Regions from separate parts of the Sus scrofa genome. Here region 2 is linked to region 1. The links are chromatin contacts, called in public HiChIP or PLAC-seq maps. All regions are on one chromosome and are shown on one strand. The core of a region is the stretch at or near the end of the contact, and the rest is flanking DNA. Distances in the headings are between cores, read along the strand shown. Region 1 overlaps TRIM31 (tripartite motif containing 31). Region 2 has its middle 15 kb from the start of TRIM26.

Region 1 (4,010 bases), core at 616-3,115:
TCCCAACACACAGCATCACCCTCCCTGACTGGAGTTAGGTGGGGATGAAGAGCTGCTCTCAGTTCCAGCCTGGGTTGGAGGGGTATAGGGACAGAGCAGAAAAAGAGGTTTAGAGGGAGTTCCCATTGTGGTTCAGCGGGTAACAAACTGACTAGTATCCATGAGGATGCGGATTCAATCCCTGGCCTCGATCAGGGGATCCAGCATTGCTGTGAGCTGTGGTGTAGGTCTCAGATTAGGCTTGGATCTGGCATTGCTGTGGCTGTGATGTAGGCAGCTCTGATTCGACCCCAAATGCCGCAGATGCGGCCCTAAAAAGAAATAAAAAGAAAAGAGGGACTTAGAGAGACTGTTAAGAGGGCCTGGGAGTTGGGAGAGGAAGAAGGGCAGTGGAGTTGAATGTTCTTGAAGGTTTCAGATGCTAAGAGCTAGGACAGCATGGGCATATGGGGGTGGAGATAGCAGGCATTTCATCCATCTCCCCTCCCCCTTCCCAGAGTGGGACACCCCCGCCCCAGGAAATACTGTGCCATTCAATCAGTTTACCCCTAACTTGTTCGGGTGTACTTTTGTTACCAAACCAGGTTTGTTTGCCTGATGCGCAGCAAGCCAAATACTGAGATGCTGAGGTTTGAAGCAGAGAAGGTTTATTCACAAAGCCGCCAAGGGAGGAGGTGGGAGACCCACTCCTTGAAGGAAAGAGCCTCAATTTTCTTCTGAGATAATGAAACAAGGTGGCCTGAGGCATGGGAAAGGCGGAGTCCCCTTCCCCTCTGTTTGGGCAGGTGGATCCAGGTTACAGTCTTCTTTGTGGATACACTTTCAAAAATGAAGCTGCTTAGCATAATCTGAGGGTATCATTTTGAACCTCTGATGCGAAAAGTTGTTCATCAGACTCCTGCACAAGCCCAGTTTTAGCACTGCTGGTCCCAACCTGCCTTAGCCAGCCGGAACAGGACAAGAGCTGACACCAAGTTCCTAAAAAGCAACTTAAGCCCCCACTACCAAAGTAACCCATATGTCAGGAGTTCCCAACGTGGCTCAGTAGAAACGAATCTGACTAGCATCCAAGAGGATGCAGGTTCGATCTCTGACCTTGCCCGGTGGGTTAAGGATCCAGTGTTGCTGTGAGCTGTGGCATAGGTTGCAACTTCGGCTTGGATCCCACGTTGGTGTTGGGTGGCTGTGGTGCAGGCCAGCAGCTGTAGCTCTGATTTGACCCCTAGTCTGAGAACCTCCATATATGCCTTGGGAGTGGCCTTAAAAAGACCAAAAAAGTGACCCGTATGTCAGAGGTTTGATCTATCGCTGGTTAATGCTCGTGATATATTACATAGGCTACATGAAGCTTGGAGAGTATGCAATTAAAGAGAGGGAAAAGATAACTAAAATGAACTTAATAAGTAAAGGCAGTTTATATGCAGAGGGATTTTAACAAGCTGTACCCTTAAACATTGAGGTAAGACAAGCTCAAAAATTTCTGTTAGTCCGTGGCTTCAGGCCATGGACAATGATTGCTGCCTTGCTCCCATCGACCTCTTTTTTTCTCCTCTCCTTCTCCTTAAAGATGACAGAAACGCTAAACCACTACCGCCAAAGCTCAAACTATCACCTTCACTGCCCAACCTGTTCCGGAGCCGAAGCCGGGCCTCTATTGCCTCATTTGTTTTCTATTCAAACGAAGACAGCTCTGAAGACCCGGGAAGCCCTGGAGCTGCGTGGACTGAAGAGCTCAAGGCGGCGCTGAGTGAGTGGCTGAGAGCAATCAAGAGTCCCTGACTGCGTGGAGTGGGGCTGAGGGAGTGGAAGGTGGGAGAGAGGCCCCGGGCTACTGAGAACAGAGACGGGTGATGGTGGTGACACTTGGAGAAGGGAGCGGGTGTACTTGAGCAGAAAAAGGGCAATCGGGTAGCGTCAGCGCGTGGCTTCTGCTTATTGCTTTGGCTCTGGTGCCCCTTGTGGATGAAGAGTGTCACTACAGTTGATTGCTCAGGTCTTTTTTTTTTTTTTTTTTTTTAATTTAAATTATTTACCTAGGCATCAGTTCAGTCAGATTGGAATCTAAGAGACCAGTAAGAACTGCTTAGGTCACAATCTACCTTACTCATCCCCATGTACCTAGACACTCTTTCTCCTCTTCCCCACATTCCTACATCCTCCATCCCTCCCAATCCCCACCCTCCTTCCAGCAAGGGAAAACTAAGTAATATTACAGTACAAGGGTGTGAGATTAGATAGCAAATCAGGAGATACCATGAGTCTCTCGTTCCTAAGTCCGTGGCAAAGTCTGGAACCACGGCTATTCAAGCCATTGCGGGGGGGTGGGGGGTGGATGGAGGACTTCTGGCCTTGATAACCTATAACTCAATGATAACTCAATGTCCAAATTCAATGAAAATTGTGCCTGTGTGGTGAGATGAGAGCTAACTTTCTCCCTCCGTACCCCACCCCTCCATTCATCCCTGTCTTTGAGGGGCTGCACTTTAGAAAATTACTCCAGCACAGTCTGAGCCTTGACATCTTTTATATAAGTTCAGATCTTGTTCTGGATATGAGGACCACAGGAGATGGGGAAGGAAGAGGAAATAGTCTTGCTTTGGGTGTAGAAATGATGCCTTGTGACCAGCAGTGGAGAGCACCCACAGAGCAGCACATGATGAAATTTAAGGATTAACTTCAAGGAGGGGGAAGGGGCTAGGACTTCTCTGGGGACAAAGAGGACCTTGACTTTGAAGAGAAAGTCATCCTCAGGGGAAACTAAGAGGTAGGGGTCTGGAGGACTTGACCTGGGGCTAGCACCCCGGAAAGAGGCTACCACCCTCCTCATCTTCCCGCAGCCCCAGTGACCCTGGATGCGGCCTCGGCTCATCCGGACCTCATCATTTCCCAGGATCTGAAGACAGTGACGCTGGACCCTGTTCCTCAAAGTCGCTGTGCTGAACCCACTGACCCTGCTCGCTTCCATCCATTCCGCTGTGTTCTGGGCTTGCCAGGCCTCTCCTCGGGCTGCCAGACCTGGGAGGCGGAGCTTGAAGGGCCTGAAGGCGGGGGCTGCTTGGTGGGCGTGGCCTCGGAGCTGGTAACGCGGAGGGGCCCCCTGATGATCGAACCCTTGACTGGCTTCTGGGTGCTGCGCATTGTGGGTTTCGACTGCCAGGCGCTCACCGAGGGTGGCACCCGGGAGGAACTCTCAGTCCGTCCCAGGAAAGTGGGGATCCACGTGAATCACGAGGGCGGAGAAGTCGTCTTCTACGACTCCATCACAAGCAGCCGCATCTACACCTTCCACACCTCCTTTCCAGGGCAGGTCTTACCCTTTTTCCGGCTTCTTTTTCCGGGCACCCAGATCACCCTGAGTCCCTAGAGTTCTTTTGCCTTCCTCTCGGTCTCCTCCCCGTTACCCCCTCGCTTTGGGATGCGCTGTAGCTGGTATGTAGGGTTGAAGCTAGACTTCCAGGAGCCCTTTGCATACTTCATGCTCCCTAATCCAGGCCTGTTGCCTCTGATCCCGCTTTAAATTTTCCTTTGGTCTTTCAGTCCCCCTTTCCCCCCAACATGCCTAGGTTGAAAAGAAAGTTTCAAATACACGACAAAACTCCACACAAGACTATTTATTGTAGCACTTTTGTAACAGGACAAGACTGCAAACAACTCAAATGTAAGTCACTAGGGGATGGTTGAAAACTGCACAGAGAAAGCATCCAGCTGCATCCTGGTTGAGATGCAGATACAGGGGACGGGACAACTGACTTTGGGGCAGCTGTCTCCTCCTCCACTTCATTCCCAGAAGCTCCTGGGTGTGTGTATGGGCTTGGCCCATCTGGGCATTATCGTGGGATCTGAAAAACGGGATGCCGATGGCCAAAAACCACGGAAAGATGCTTGACATCACTAATTATTAGAGAAATGCAAGTCAAAGCTACAATGAGGTACCACCTCACACCAGTCAGAGTGGCCATCATCAAAAAGTCTACAAACAATAAATGCTGGAGAAAAGGGGACCCTTTACA
Region 2 (4,010 bases), core at 467-2,966, 83 kb before region 1:
TCTTAGTACAGAAAGTTGACAGCTAGATTTATTCAACAGATTCTTTGAAATTTGAAACTTTTTATATTCACATTTTAAGTTGTTTTTTATGAACTGCACCTGCCCATATGGTCAAGCAGATCTATAATGCTTATCACTGCAGAGAGAACAGAACCCTGCCTCGTTCCGCTCCCTCATGTCCCCGTTCGTTCTTTTTATTTTGGTGTTCACCTTCATTTTTTGTAAATAACATGAGTTTGGGGCATGGTCCTCTAATTTTCCACTGTGGAGAAGGAAGATGAGCTCTGTTCCTCCCCATACCACCCACCAGGCTCACCCGCACACCTGCCACGCTCACCCGCACGTCCCATCCTTTCCCTCCCTTCAAGGTAGACACCTGACATCGGTTGGCTGATTGCTGACTATGTTCATTATCATGTCTGTGTCCAAGGGAGTTACAGCTGGTCATGAGGCCAAACTATGATTACTCTTACTTCCTGTACTGGTTTTCCTCCAAGTTTTGATGTCTGAAAAACAATCTCATACACACTTTAGTATGCATCCACTTAGTCACGGTTATTGTTGTCCTATGGAATTAGTGCTTCCTTAAGCTTCTCACATGTTTATCTGTCTCTGCTTATGGCTGCCTCCTGCCTCCGCCCCTTTCCTGCTGGATTGACTGCCCTCTTCCTGGGAGGGAAATGTTAGGAGCTCTCTCAGCAGAGATTTGTGCTAAATTACTTTTCTTTTCTTTTTTTTTTCTTTCTAGGGCCACACCCTCGGCATATGGAGGTTCCCAGGCTAGGGGTCGAATCAGAGCTGTAGATGCTGGCCTATGCCAGAGCCACAGCAACGCAGGATCCAAGCCGCGTCTGCAACCTACACCACAGCTCATGGCAATGCCGGATCTTTAACCCACTGAGCAAAGCCAGGGATCGAACTCACGTCCTCATGGGTACTAGTTGGATTCGTTACCACTGAGCCATGACAGGAACTCCGAAAAATACTGATTTTTAGTCTCCTTCAGACTGTTCTGTAATTGACGTTCTTAGGGTGGCACTTCTCCAGGTAGTATCTTCCCTTGTGGAAAGGGGTCATTTTTTCATGTGTTTTTTGGTTTGTTTGCTTTGGGTTTTCTTGGAGTTTTGGCCACACCCATGGCATGTGGAAATTCCCAGGGCCAGGAATTGAACTGGCACCACAGCAGTGACAATGTTTAATCCTTAACTGCTAGGCCACCAGGGAACTACCTTTTTTTCCTTTTCTTTGTCTTTTTATGGCTGCACCTGCAGCATATGGAAGTTCCCAGGCTAGGATCTGAGTCCTGAGTCTAGAGCAGAGGAGGTGTCCCATTCCAGCCACCACAGCCTGGACTGTCACAGCCACTCAGGATTTAAAGAGTAAAAACAAAATTCCTTGAGCATGTCAGTGTACTGGTCTGTTTTCTTGTGAAACTGAAAAAAAAAATTCAGACTGACCACTTGACTCACAGCGTGCCTGGCAGAAACGAATTATGCCACTGCACCATGGCAGGAACGCCCTTATTTATTTTTGATAACAGTATCCTAAGATGGGTTCTTGTCCCCAGTTTTCAAACCAGGAATCTGGAAGCTCAAGGAGATTAAGTAAACCTCCCAAAGATCACACAACTAACATGTGAGTCAGGATATGAATCAGGGTCTTCCTGTTTCTAGAGCTCATGGTTTTCCCTGAGCCCAAAGGTATGAGGTCATTGCTTTCCCAAGAGACTAGAAGGAAGTACCCAAAGTTGGTCCCCTTTTCTATGAGGAACAAGCTGATGCTCAGGGGGTAGAAGCAGCACGCAAATGGGGGTGATTTTCCAAAGGTCAAAGTCATTGACTGAGCCAAGACCGGAATAGCAGGCCTTTACATCTGCAGGGTGGGCACCTTGACTTGTGCATTCATTGTTATTTCTGCTTGGTTCTTTGGGCCACTCACTCAGTCTCAGAATCCCTATACAAAGAGACTGCTGTGAGGGGATGGTAATGGCTTTATTGTCATGATGAGGATAATTAGCTCTTAAGTCTTCTTTCTAATGGGGATGGGAGGGAGAGAATTTACCAAGATACTCTTCACTGGTGATAGCCCCCTAGTCCCAAATTAAAGATAATCTACACAGCAATTCTCATTAGTTTAGGTTTTTGTTCTTCCGTGAATTAGAATATATTTCCTTCCTTCCTTCCTTCCTTCCTTCCTTCCTTCCTTCCCTCCTTTCTTGTTTTTGCTTTTTTAGAGCCGCATCTGCAGTATGTGGAGGTTCCCAGACTAGGGGTCCAATTGGAGCTGCAACTGCCAGCCTACAACACAGCAACATCAGATCTGAGAGCCACGTCTGCCACCTACACCACAGTTCATGGCAATGTCTTGATTCTTAACCCACTGAGTGAGGCCAGGGATGGAACCCGCAACCTCATGGTTCTTAGTCGGATTCGTTTCCCCTGTGCCATGATGGGAACTCCTTCTTTCTTTCTTTCTTTTTTTTAATTCCCTACTCCGACATCCAGGCAATGAAGCTACACTTTTTTTGAAGTCAGGGCACATCCAGCCCTAGAGAGGCTGTGACCAGAGGCCGCTCCTGGCTCCACTTCTTCCTTCACCTGTGGTTCTGAGTATCTGAGATTCTGGTTCTGCCACCTCCGTCATGTTTGCCCTAGAGTGCTTGACTGGACTTATCCCAGGTTTTCAACTTTGCCCCAGGTTTCTCCATCACATATGAGAAAAAGAATAGATAAGTGAGGGTTTTCTTACTTTTTTTTTTTTTTGGTCTTTTTGCCATTTCTTGGGCCGCTCCTGTGGCATATGGAGGTTCCCAGGCTAGGGGTCCAATCGGAGCTGTAGCCACCGGCCTACACCAGAGCCACAGCAACGCAGGATCCGAGCCGCGTCTGCACCTACATCACAGCTCACGGCAACGCTGGATCCTTAACCCACTGAGCAAGGGCAGGGGCCGAACCCGCAACCTCATGGTTCCTAGTTGGATTCGTTAACCACTGCGCCACGACGGGAACTCCCAGGGTTTTCTTACTTCTAAATACATTCTTTTTGGTGCCCATTTAAGATGCTTACACCAGTATGATTCTGACTTGGACTTGTCATCTGAGACATCATTCACTGAGCTTCCCTCCAGGAGCTCATTCTAAGGGAATCTGCCCCAACACCATCTTCAACATTAACTGCTTACTAAATGCCAAGCACTGTAACAGGCCCATCACATTTGTGATATTGTGATTTGTAAGAAGTAGATGTTTGGTCATTGAGATATATTTCTCATATATATTTGACTTTTGTGCATAATTTCTGGTTCAACAATTCCCTATACCTTTGGAATTTCCTGAAGGATAAAAGCAGTGGGAACATCTCTTGTTATGCTATGTGATATGTTGTCCTCCTTTCCTAAAAATTCTTCAGATTCATAAAGGTGAAATGAGTAGCTTGTTATTTATTTGTTTGTTTGTTTGTTTATTTATTTATTTTTAGGGCCTCACCTGTGACATATGGAGGTTCCCAGGTTAGGGGTTGAATCGGAGCTGTAGCTGCTGGTCTACACCACAGCCACAGCAATGCCAGATATGAGCTGCGTCTGTGACCCACACCACAGCTCACAGCAACCCCAGATCCTTAACCCACTGAGGGAGGCAAGGGATCAAACGTGCATCCTCATGGTTACTAGTTGGTTTCCTTACCGCTGAGCCGCAATGGGAACTCCAGGGTGGCTTGTTATGAAAAACAACTGAGCTTATGTTAATGAGGTGACTTTTGGAAGTCACCTGAGGATGGGTGCTGGTTGCCAGGGAAAACAACCAGAAAAAAAGAGGGTTGGAACTCTCAGTCTCCATCCCCTCATTTCTGGGAAGAGGCTAGAGGTTGAATCAATCACCACTGGCCAATGAGTTAATCAGTCACGCTTGTGTGATGAAGCTTCCATAAAAACCCAAAAGGGAAGGAGTTTCTAGAGCTTCCAGGTTGGGGAACCAGGACACTTCCCTGTGCTAATGCTCCAGGCCCCATGC

The links. HiChIP or PLAC-seq counts read pairs in DNA pulled down with a chosen protein or histone mark.
Region 2: a contact with region 1 is called in an H3K27ac HiChIP or PLAC-seq map of alveolar macrophages. The contact joins two enhancer-like sites. A contact is called at or near these places in 1 of 5 promoter capture datasets (fetal liver), 8 of 47 Hi-C or Micro-C datasets (blood, fetal liver, fetal skeletal muscle and 5 more) and 1 of 2 datasets of contacts at active chromatin or transcription factors (alveolar macrophages).

The regions. Positions count from the first base shown.
Region 1 is chr7:22,667,781-22,671,790 of Sscrofa11.1, reverse strand. It overlaps TRIM31 (tripartite motif containing 31), which reads left to right. Exons shown (of 11, transcript NM_001206402.1): 10 at 1,568-1,747; 11 at 2,838-3,600. The coding sequence ends at 3,364. Among named protein-coding and RNA genes, the nearest start is that of TRIM31, 12 kb to the left of the region's middle. Within about 2 kb of position 1,865, at least 13 of the 83 cell types and tissues checked have an H3K27ac peak or open chromatin away from gene starts, as enhancers often do. A contact at or near this core is called in alveolar macrophages, where this site is marked.
Region 2 is chr7:22,751,072-22,755,081 of Sscrofa11.1, reverse strand. No RefSeq gene overlaps it. Among named protein-coding and RNA genes, the nearest start is that of TRIM26, 15 kb to the left of the region's middle. Within about 2 kb of position 1,716, at least 5 of the 83 cell types and tissues checked have an H3K27ac peak or open chromatin away from gene starts, as enhancers often do. A contact at or near this core is called in alveolar macrophages, where this site is marked.